Regions from separate parts of the Sus scrofa genome. Here region 2 is linked to region 1. A link is a contact called in public Hi-C data. All regions are on one chromosome and are shown on one strand. The core of a region is the stretch at or near the end of the contact, and the rest is flanking DNA. Distances in the headings are between cores, read along the strand shown.

The links. Hi-C and Micro-C count contacts between places; a contact is called where the count stands out from the background.
Region 2: a contact with region 1 is called in a Hi-C map of omental adipose tissue, with 2.6 times the contacts expected there. The contact joins two enhancer-like sites. A contact is called at or near these places in 1 of 5 promoter capture datasets (liver), 19 of 47 Hi-C or Micro-C datasets (alveolar macrophages, blood, brain and 12 more) and 1 of 2 datasets of contacts at active chromatin or transcription factors (skeletal muscle).

Annotation. Positions count from the first base shown.
Region 1 is chr1:74,961,909-74,967,359 of Sscrofa11.1, reverse strand. It overlaps ARMC2 (armadillo repeat-containing protein 2), which reads right to left. Exons shown (of 19, transcript XM_021090841.1): 6 at 3,367-3,443. Among named protein-coding and RNA genes, the nearest start is that of ARMC2, 41 kb to the right of the region's middle. Within about 2 kb of position 2,564, at least 25 of the 83 cell types and tissues checked have an H3K27ac peak or open chromatin away from gene starts, as enhancers often do. A contact at or near this core is called in omental adipose tissue, where this site is marked.
Region 2 is chr1:75,150,713-75,156,360 of Sscrofa11.1, reverse strand. The region is part of intron 1 of SESN1 (sestrin-1); the gene reads left to right. It overlaps LOC106508918 (a long non-coding RNA gene), which reads left to right. Exons shown (of 2, transcript XR_001306055.2): 1 at 1-3,073. Among named protein-coding and RNA genes, the nearest start is that of SESN1, 17 kb to the left of the region's middle. Within about 2 kb of position 3,415, at least 6 of the 83 cell types and tissues checked have an H3K27ac peak or open chromatin away from gene starts, as enhancers often do. A contact at or near this core is called in omental adipose tissue, where this site is marked.

The sequences.
Region 1 (5,451 bases), core at 1,315-3,814:
GCACATGGCAATGGATCACCCAGAGCAGCAGGACAGTCATCCCACCCAGGGCACAGGCCATCCCCGATGCACTCCATGCTGGAAATGGCCACCCCGATGCAATGGGTCTAGGCCTGCCTTTCCTCAAACCTTCCTGATACCACCAGGGGTTGATGCACACAGGGCAGGAAGAGCCCATGGACAGCAAAAGCAGAGAGAAAGGATGTCAACAAAGCCGGAATTAAACATCGTAGGTGCTGTCGACAGGGTTCATAGCAAGGTCGCACAGAATTTGTCTAATCCATGAGCAAGAAGTCACTATGACAGAGAGTTGAATTGTCTCTAGGACAAAGTCAGTCTGTACCAGTTCACTATCCCTTAGCCAAAGCCTTTGGGAATAGATGTGGCTGGGGATTCAGAAAAACCTGAATTTTAGTCAGGCAAGCTGGTGTCCACATTGCATGTTCCATGCTACCGCCAGCAGCGTCTTCTGGGACAGCGTCCTGCAGCAAAGTGTGTGGCTAGTCGTGCTAATGCAATAAAGGCTGTAATTGGCCTCCCAGCAGTACAGGTCAGGCATCGCCATTCAGTGAGTTTGAACATTATTTCAGCTTTCAGAGCTCTGGGGCTTGCAGAACCACTGATAGAGGACTGGAGACCACCACCTCCATCTCTTTGGATCATTACTTTTATGAGCCTGCCCTAATGTTGCTAAGTTACAGGTATGGATTCTAAAGGTGAGCATGACTAGTCAAGCAGTATAAAAAAACAGAGCTGCTGTATTTCCAGGTGTGGGGCATATTCAAATTCCAGAATATGGTGAGTAAAATCGACTTACATAAAGGCCAGGGGAAAGCCAGGAGATCATAAGTCAGATGAATATTTTAATCGACACATATTTATGACACACTTAAATATGTGAGAAATATGGACTTCAAGTCCAATTGGTCCAAATCAGCAGTTTTAACCTCTATGTAACAGGCTCTTTAGTAGGCGCGCTCTATGAGAAAACATGCTTATCAAACCATTTCTCAGGACAAACGCAATGGCTATCATGTGCACCTCAGGAAGAGCTGGATTACAGGGGTGAGCCAGAAATCACAGAGCAGTTTATTTAACCTTTGGAAAGGAAAGGCTCTCGCAGGCCCTCCTGCATGTTTCTAAGACTTGTTTCTTCTCGGAACAGAAGTCAGCCAGACCCTGTGGTGCAAGAGTTTGCTTTCAACCCTCTCCCAGGAACCGCTGTGCGAGCAGTGGTGGCCGGCTCCAGCCTTTCCCCTCACGCACCTCCTTCAACGCTGCTCGCCACAAAAAAATCCCATCTTCGACAAGAACCCGGCTTCTGCCCTAGAAACTGCAGCCCAGGGTCACATGGTTACTTTTTAAGATCCGCAGAAGATAAATAAATAAAGTTTGTCTCAGTCTTGGGCAACAACCTGATATTTTAGAAAGCACTTTCATCTAGGTTCACAGGTTGCTAAATATAAAAATTATGATTCAACAGGAAATTGGGTAAGTCGAGCAGAAATTTCAGCATGTTTTTGAAGATTTTTTTGCTGTCTCAGTGGTTATAGTTCTTAACCGCAGCTTTGAGTTCTGGACACAAAAACTTGACACAATCTTCATTGGCTGCTGTTTTTAGCTTAGACATGTAAAAGGCTTAGCAACAATGCTGACGTGGAAATCAGTCTGTCTAAGATTTTCCTGAGTGCTACAGAAATTCCCACTGGGCACAAAAGTTGTTGTATTGATAAGAAATTAGTCTTGAAGAGAAGAAAATATTTTTTGAACCAAATATTTGTTTGGTTTTGTAAAATTTCATGCACCTCAAAAAGGAATATAATGTATAAGGAATATAACCAAACACCTGTGTTACCCACAGTTTTGTCAAATATTAACTGTATTTTCATTTTTCTCCTTGTTTCAAAGAAATAAACATTATACTTATTACTAATACCCTCTGTGTACCTCCCCCATTCAGCCCCCTCCCCAAGGGTTACCAACACTCAAATTGAACGGTTATTTTTTTTAATCATGCTTGACTTTACATGTTTACCACATAGATCTGAATCCAGAAACAATACACACCATTGTTTTGGGGACTTAATTTTTTCACATAATGTTATATCTGTACTCATTTCATTCAATATTATAAGTGCACTCTAGTTCGTTTTTCTAACTGCTATATTTCATTGCATGAATACATCCCAAGCCCTCCTAGCCTGTAATTTATATTGTTATATAGCAAACAGTTTAAAGCCACAAAGGGCTGACTTCATATAATTAAAACAGTTTCAACTAATTGAGCAATGATTTTGACTCAAGTTTTGAACTTAAGAACTATGTGGAGGCCAGATTTTGCAATCTTTCAAATGCCTTTACACAATAATTTCTGTGCAGGCATTAAGATTGTAATCTCTATATGTTTGAGCCACTAAAGCCGGGTAATGGTAAGAGCGCTAAGGCTGTTGTGAAAATAATGAAAAATTACAAAAAATAAATGCTGATATGTGACCGAGTTGGACAAAGCTCCTGGCACTTTCAAAGAGTGAGCCAACATCAGATCCTTTAGTGCTATGAACTGGAGTTTGGCACTTGGCATCTGCCTCTACATGGATTGAATCATGAGCTGCTGCAGCTGCATGACCCTCAACACCCCTGAAAGGAGCTCAGGATGGAGATCAGGAGTAGGACGCTCTGTGCTCTGGGAAAACTGGCAGAACAGGTCTTCCGGTAGATATTTTCAGGAGAAGCTTTTATGAGTCCAATTCTTGCATCTCCTCCTATCTAGAAAAGCACTAAAATCCTTCACGGTGACATCTGCTCCTTGTGACCAGCAGTGACCTATAAAATGTGTGCTTGGCTGCATGTACCTCCCCCTTCACCAAAAGCATATATATACTGACATTTCCCCCCACCTCTTTGGAGTGGTATTTCAGAGCTCTTTGAAATGTGGCCTCCCCGGCTATAGCCCAGGTTTTGCTCCCAATAAACTAAACTCCCAACTTTTAAGTTTTCCTTTTTTTTTTTTTTTTTTTTTTTTTTGCTATTTTAGGGCTGTACCTGCAGCATATGGAGGTTCCTGGGCTAGGGGTCAAAACAGAGCTGTAGCTCCTGGCCTACACCACAGCCACACCAGATCTAGGCTGTGTCTGTGACCTACATCGCAACTCACGGCAACTCCAGATCCTTAAGCCACTAAAGCGAGGTCAGGGATTGAACCCACATCCTCATGGATCCTAGTCAGGTTCCTTAACCACCGAGCCACAAAGGGAACTCCTAAGTTGTGCATATCTTTAAGTCAACAGTGCACATGATTTTCCTGCTCATGGGAATGCGGAAGAGGAGGTTGAGCCCTGGGGACCTCTAAGAAAATGGGGGACTCACCTGCTCTGGTGTCCAGCCTGCTCCAGCCTGAGCTGTTGGGGCATGAGGAGGCTCTCAAATGCCTCCTGCCCTGGTCCCTAGGAGGAAGAGGAGTACACACAATACTCAAAACAAAACCCAGAGCATTTCTCTTTTTGTAAGTGTCAGGAGTCACTGAAAATGAAATTTTTGAAGAACCCAGAGAATTGTTTATGAAATAAGAGTTTGGTGTGCTATATCGCATTTTAATCAACCTCTGATATCCAATGAAGAATTATCTTTTAAAAACAAGTCACAGTTGTGTTTCAGTATGAAATACAGTTACTAGAAACAACAACAAAAAATAAATCCAAAGTTTACTCTGCACAAAAAAAAAAAAAAAAAAAAAAAAAAAGAAAGAAAGATTAAGGATCTGCACCACAAGAGGTCACTGTTAGAATAAGAAAGAACTGTATACTTGCCTCACAAAAGCCTAGCATTCAGGAGATAGAAGAAACCGCTCTCACTCAGGGATACATGCTGTGGGCAGGAAAATTGTTTCCAAACCAGTCAGATGTGTCCAGGATCACATAGTGGGGGTCGGATCTGGAACCTAGGTCTCATGATGTCCAACTGCTCTTTTCAACAAATCACTATATCTCCTTTCTTCATTTCAAAATTAATTAATAGGGAGTTCCCATTGTGGCTCAGTGGAAACGAACCCAACTAATATCCACAAGGATGTGGGTTCGATCCCTGGCCTTGCTCAGTGGGTCAAGGATCTGGCATTGCTGTGAGCTGTGGTGTAGGTCGCAGATGTGGCTTGGGTCTGGCATTGCTGTGGCTGTGGTGTAGGCCAGCAGCTACAGCTCTGATTCAACCCCTAGCCTGGGAACTTCCATATGCTGTGGGAGCAACCCTAAAAAGCAAAAATAAATAAATAAAATTAATAGTCTCTAAAATATTTTTTTAAAAAATATTTTGAACGTTAAAAAATTGAAGGTAAATTTAAGCAGGCCCCAGACGACAAATATTTTGTGCTCCAAATGAAAATGTGTGGCTGGCTAACAGCAGGACTATATGCCTGAGTTTTTTGCTTGTTTGTTTTCTGTTGTTTTGAAGGTTATAGACAATGTAGAGATGGTCTATGAAGGATATAACATCTCCTTAGCTAGAGCTGATACTTAAAATACTTTTAAATATCTGTACAGAATTCTAATGTGGAAAAAAAAAAAAAGCACTGAAAGAATACTAGTGCAAGTTTTACAACACGATTTCACTTTTACCATGAAATACAATATTTGCTACAAAAAAAATCATAAAGATGCACACATATGCAGACAGGGTCACCCATGAGCATCTGCATGTCTGTCTGTTGCTCCTCCTTCCTGTGTAGTGAGATCCCCAGCAGATGTTCAGTGCTGTGTATTGGCCCTTGGCCTTGACTACTGCCCCCAGGATTAGTTTGTCCAAATATCATTTTTTTTCCCATAAATATGTTCTTTTTTTTTTGGCCATACCCATAGCATATGGAAGTTCCCTGTCTGGGGACTGAATCCGAGCCACAGCTGTGGCAATGCCAGATCCTTAACCCACTGCGCCACTGCAGGAACTCCAATTGCTTTATTTTTACACACTGTAAAAACACAGACCTGGTAGCAAGATGTCTTGGCCAATTAAAGAAAGAAATGGGGATGGGATCCTCTCTGTCAACACTCTCTGAGCAGAGATGCAAATGAAGATCGCAAGACAGAAAGAAAAGTCAACCCTGTGGAAAGGTAAAACACCAAAAGGCTGGCAGGGTGTGAAGAAAGGGAAGTTCCCAGATTTATTACTCCAGAAATAACAAGAAAGTTAGAGAATGATAAGAGGCAAGCCCTTCTTTTCATTATTGTCCTGAAGAGCTACTGGAATCCAGCAAGATAGTTTGCATCGAATGGCCTTCCACCTCCCTGCTCCACCTGCCCTGAGGTCTCAGCCCTGGAGAGGATGTCTCGCTAAATACCACAACTGTGTGTCTCCATTTGGGGGAGGGGGAGGGAAAGAAGGGTCCTTCTTATGAAATATCAGATCCTGATGTGCTAGGTCTCGGGAAGAACACAGGACTGGCATTCACAAATCCCCTGC
Region 2 (5,648 bases), core at 2,166-4,665, 190 kb before region 1:
CACTGATGTTTTCTAATTGTAAATCCCATTATAACTATACTATTAAGCACAAAATATTTTCACACTCATAGTAGTGCCATTTTGTATACTTTTGCATTCCATTTGTTAGGTCAGAGTTTCATTGTCTATGGCATGTGCACTAAAAATCTAGTATAGCATGAAGAAAAAATTGATTATGGCAACAAACCTGGTAAAAGAAGATGGAAAATCTGTTACACTTCCTTAATTAGTGACAACTACCAACAAATGATTACATATACTTTTTTTCCCTAAATGCCACCTTAAACATTTAGTTCATCTACCTTAGATGCTAGAGATTTAAGCAAATCTCACATGATTGGGTCTGTAGTGAGTATTGCGGTATGAGTGTTTGACAAGCCCTTTTCCTGCTTTTTTTCATTTTAACATATAAAAGTAATTTTCAAAACAAAAGTCTGTCTCCAAGCTAGACTTGTATTTTGCTTTTTCACCAAGCAATGCATATTTTTTCTTGATTTTGTTTTTATTATTTTTTATTCCCTTTAGTGCACTGTATTATTGTAAATAAATCTTTAGTGGTTATTGTTCAGATTAAGAGGTGTTTAATTCCAGTTTATGCTGGTCTTCATTGGTTCCTGATTTGAACTTGGAAGTAGTTGTATAGTAAAATGTGAAGAGTAAAACCTTGAGGTAAATATTCTGTCATTTAGTACTACAAATTTATATTAAATGCCATTTATTGGTTGGAATGAAACTATATTATGGCTCTTTCTGCTTTCTTAAAATAATTAATAACAGGGTTATTTATTTTTTTTTTTTTTCTGAACTCCACCTCACCTCTAGCTGATCTCCCTCTCCATCTAAGGCTGAAATGGGTATACTTTTTAAAAATAAGAATTCATTTTAAATCTTTCTTTATGCCTGATACTATTCTAATTCTGTGAGAGATATAAAAAGTTGAAAACAACCACTACCATTAAGAATTTTGCAATAATCTAGAGAAAAACATTAAGAATAAATCAAGACTTTCACTAAAAATGTTAAATTTTATGGTAGTATGTTGACAGCTGTGGAACTCTCTTGGTGGGAGTGTATCTACATAGTAATTACACATCCAGGAAATCATCTGAAAAAGATTGATGTATGATGATAATCCCTGTAAGTGTTATTTATGATGTAAATGTGTTATCTTTACATATCTTTATATATAAGTTGATAATCTAAATATCCAGTTATTAAATTATTGTTAAATTATAGTACATCTGTATAAAGGACTATAACACAGTTATTGAAAATTATTTTAAAATACATAAAAGAAGAAATTATATATTTAAGTGGAAAAGCAACTTTTAAAATAGTAGGCCAAATATATATATTTTTATAGAGAGAGGGAAATGTCAGGAAATCTGCATGTACCAGAAGAGTTAGATTAGATTATTAGAGATTTTATATTTCTTTTTATAATAATAATTATTAACAAACATAATTTTATTGAGTGTTTACTGTATGCTATGCTTAGTTATAAGCATCTTACATATAACATTTGTCAGATTTCAGGTGGGTTACAGGTTTTGAGGAAGATATCTTCCCAAAACAAATACACAAATATGAATGCACCCCCTCACTTTGAGACTGGATTAAGTTTCTTGATTTTTTTAGCTAAGGAAACAGGACCTTCTCCAAATCTGGGCTCTTTCTTTGAGAAGAAGCACTTGCAGCCTGCTTGGGTGCTGCTTTCCCTGGCCCCCAGTGCTCCTAAAGGTGGTGCAATTGCTACTGACACTCCCAGGGTCACACCATATCTGCAAGACTCAATTCCTGTTATTCTCTTGTGTTTTTCCACTTAAGGTTTACATTCACATTCTGAAATAATGTATACAAACTTTCTCTGTACTTCCTTTGAAGGCCCATTTCCCTGCAATGTCTAGTTTTACACATACAACAGTTCTGTGACTTGAATTTTACTTTTTATAGATGAAGAAACAGAACTATTAGGTAACTTAATTCAAGTACTGAATATGGAGAGTCAGGAGGCATGTCTGACTCCATGTTCTTAACCACTAATCTGTTTTCCTATAGTCTTTGTGTTTTTATTCGTGAGCACATGTTACTTTTATATTGGAATATGACTTAAAATCAATGTGGGAAAATTATATAACATTCACAGTGTTACAGTAATTCAGAGCAAGGAAAGATCTGAGTGGGTTGGGATAATAAAGACAGCTTAGTGGAGCAAATAAATTTTAATGTAATAATTAACTTTTCTTCTCAGCTTATCTGTTTACACAAGTACACACTGCTTCTATCCTCAGCATGCCCAAACCAAACCTCTTATGACTGGCTGTAACTAATGCTCTGTTGTTCTTCCCTGCAGACTAAGTTTGGCCTCATTTTTGTTTCCTTTCTCTGGCCCCCTTTTATTTTCCTTTTGCTGTCTGTCAGTGCGTGTGTGAACATGTAACTATAACTTTTGTCTGAGCCCTCTCTCACTTTATTATGAATAAAACACTAGCTTGGCTGTTTCCATGTGGTAATGCCATCATAATTTAATGTTTGAGCTGGCTAAAAGTAGTTGTAAAAATTGCATTCGTTATATTTAAAAAACTCATTGGAAGGAAATAGAACTCAAATCTTGAATATTGTCTGATGAGTTAACCTTATAGCATAAACTGATGTTCAATCAGTATGCACTGGCACAGCAGTACTTTTTTAAATACTATTTTCATACCAGTTGGTAAATAGGAAACAGAAACTCCAAAAAGCAATAAAATTAATAAATTAATAATATATAGTCAGGATAGGTGGTTTATCTTAGAAACCACACATGCACTTCAATTCCAAGCTGGTCTGGTCACTGAAGCATGGAGCTAGGAAGTTTGCTCAGATGTTCTGTTATTTATTTCAGATATTGGAAGTACAAAAGCCCTTGGGTGGGAGAGAGAGACCCAGCAGGTGAACTGAGGAGAACGTAATCAGCAACCCACAAAAAGAGTACCCAGTTGTGCCAAGAAGACAAGCAGGGTTCAGGCCTTGGTGGTGACTGGGGAGGCTGCTACAAGCCAGTGACAGAGACTCTCAGGGTATTGTCTCTCAGGTGGGCTTGAGCAGTGTTTCTTTGTTTAACAACTGAATTATTCCTTCATAACAAATTTGGTGACTTAAAACCATACACATTGTCTCAATTGCTGTGGGTCAGAAATCTGGTTATAGTTGAGATAGGATCCCTGCTTCAGGGTCTCCCATGAAGCTGCAGTTAGTTAATGTCTTGACCAGGGCTGTGGTCTCATCTGAGGCTCAAATGGCAAGGAACACATTTTCAAGCTCACATAGTTGTTGGAAGGATTCAATTCCTTGAGAGCTGTTGAATTGAGAGCCTCAATTCCTTGCTGCTAGCTCACTGGCAGCTCGCTCTGTTCCTTGCCATGCAGGTCCCTCCACCTGCGTTTCAGAGAAAGTACCTGAGAAGAACCAGAGCCAGGTACTAGCAAAGAGTGCCAGCAAGACAGAAGCCGCAGTCTTTTTTGGGGGGTTTTTGTTTTTGTTTTTGTTTTGCTTTTTAGGGCTGCAGGTGCAGCATGTGGAAGTTCCCAGGGTAGGGGTCAAATCAGAGCTACAGCTGCTGTTCCTACCACAGCACAGCAACTCCAAATCCAAGCCCTGTGTGTGACCTATACCACTGCTCTCAGCAGTGCCACTGAATGAGGCTAGGGATCAAATCCAAATCCTCATGGATACTAGTTGGATTAATTTCCACTGCACCATGATGGAAACTCCCAGAAGCCACAGTCTTTTATAACCTAATCTTGGAAAGGACATTGCCATCATTTTTTGCCTTAATCTGTTCATTGGAAGCAACACACAAGATCCGGCCCATACCCAAGGGGAGCATATAAAAACAATGGAATGAACACCAGGAGGCAGGGCAGCAATCATTGGGAACCATTTTAAAGCAGCCTGCCACAACAACTCAACTTTTGAAGCTAGGTGCAAGGAAGAGCACATCTCCCTGTTTACTGTGAAGAGTTGTGATTTTATTTATTTATTTATTTATTTATTTATTTATTTATTGCCTTTTCTAGGGCCACTCCCATGGCATATGGAGGTTCCCAGGCTAGGGGTCTAATTGGAGCTGTAGCTGGTGGCCTACACCAGAGCCACAGCAATGCCAGATCCGAGCTGCGTCTGCAACCTACACCATAGCTCACGGCAATGCCGAATCCTTAACCCACTGAGCAAGGCCAGGGATCAAACCTCTTGGTTCCTAGTCGGATTTGTTAACTACTGAGCCATGACAGGAACTCCCAAGTTGTGATTTAATTTATATTCTCAGAAACCTAGTTAATGCCAACAGAGGGTGTGGTCCAGCAAGTGATACTTTGAGCCCAGGCTCTGTCCCTCTCCCCATCCTTGCAACCAGTCTCCTGATAAAAGAACCTCACCCCATCCTGGCCAATAGATGCCCTCCTCCAATCACTGATTGGCACCCACCAAGGTTCTGTTGGAGAGGCCTGCCCACTTCCCTCTCACAGCTTCTTGACCTTTCACTTTTTTCTCCATCTTCCCCATGACTCTTCTGCCCTTATTATTCCTGTGTGATCCTAAGAAATTCCCTGCTTCCCACTCTGTGTACTAAATGTAAAACAGCATTTGTCCAGAAGGTAGGAAGTAGCAGATGGTTTTCTTGTCATCATTTAATGATTATCTAATGAGCATTGAATCAAATCTTAGCTGTCTCTGTGATTTGAGGGGAAAGGGAAATAAATATAAAACCTAAAACTTTAATGAGCATTCCCAAGTAAATAATGAGATCAAACATTATTGCAAACTCAAATTTTTATTCAGATGTCCCAAACTCAAATTGGTATACTTTACTATAGGTTTAGTGTTATCTGAAAGGGAACAGATGAAATAACTTCTTTTTTTCATTTTATAAGCTCCAGTTCTTATAGATTTTGGCTATTTCAAAACTAGGCCAAAATGATTATGTAACTGATAGCAATTTTTAAAAATTTTCACCCCACTGAATACAATGTTAAGTTGAGGCTAGGGTCTTTTCAGTTGTAGGGAAAGCTCTTGATTTTAGTTTAAAAAGATCATTTATCATTTTCTTATATTAATTTTTAATATATTGGCCAAAAATTTGATGAAAATTAAATTACTTTTCTCATATACACTTAAAATCAAAGAAATGCATGTATATATAATCTCCAAATGTTAACAGTGGTTACATTTGGGCTGTGGTTTATACTTTTCTACATTTTCCCAAAATTTTTATAATGGATACTTCTGTTTCTTCTAATAAAGCTAAAAAGCACATGCCATTGAAAAGAAAATAAGCTCAATGGATCACTTTATTCATACAAGATGACCTTTATGGCAAGTAGAACTTGAGTATACTCTCTGAAATGTTTCTTCTAGTATGTTATGTACTAATTTTAAGAGATTCAATTCTTTAATTTTCCTTAGAAATACCTTTCTTTCAAAGATTTTGACTGTTGATAGAGCAGGCTTTTTTAGCTAATGAATTTTGCATTTGTGGGTTTTTTTCTTTGTCTTCAAAACATTGTATGAAAATTTATTCGGAATGCAGCTTCTTGTATGTAGCTTTTATGAACACTAGATGGCACCATTGCTCAACTTAAATCTGGTTTCTCCATCATATTTTGGTA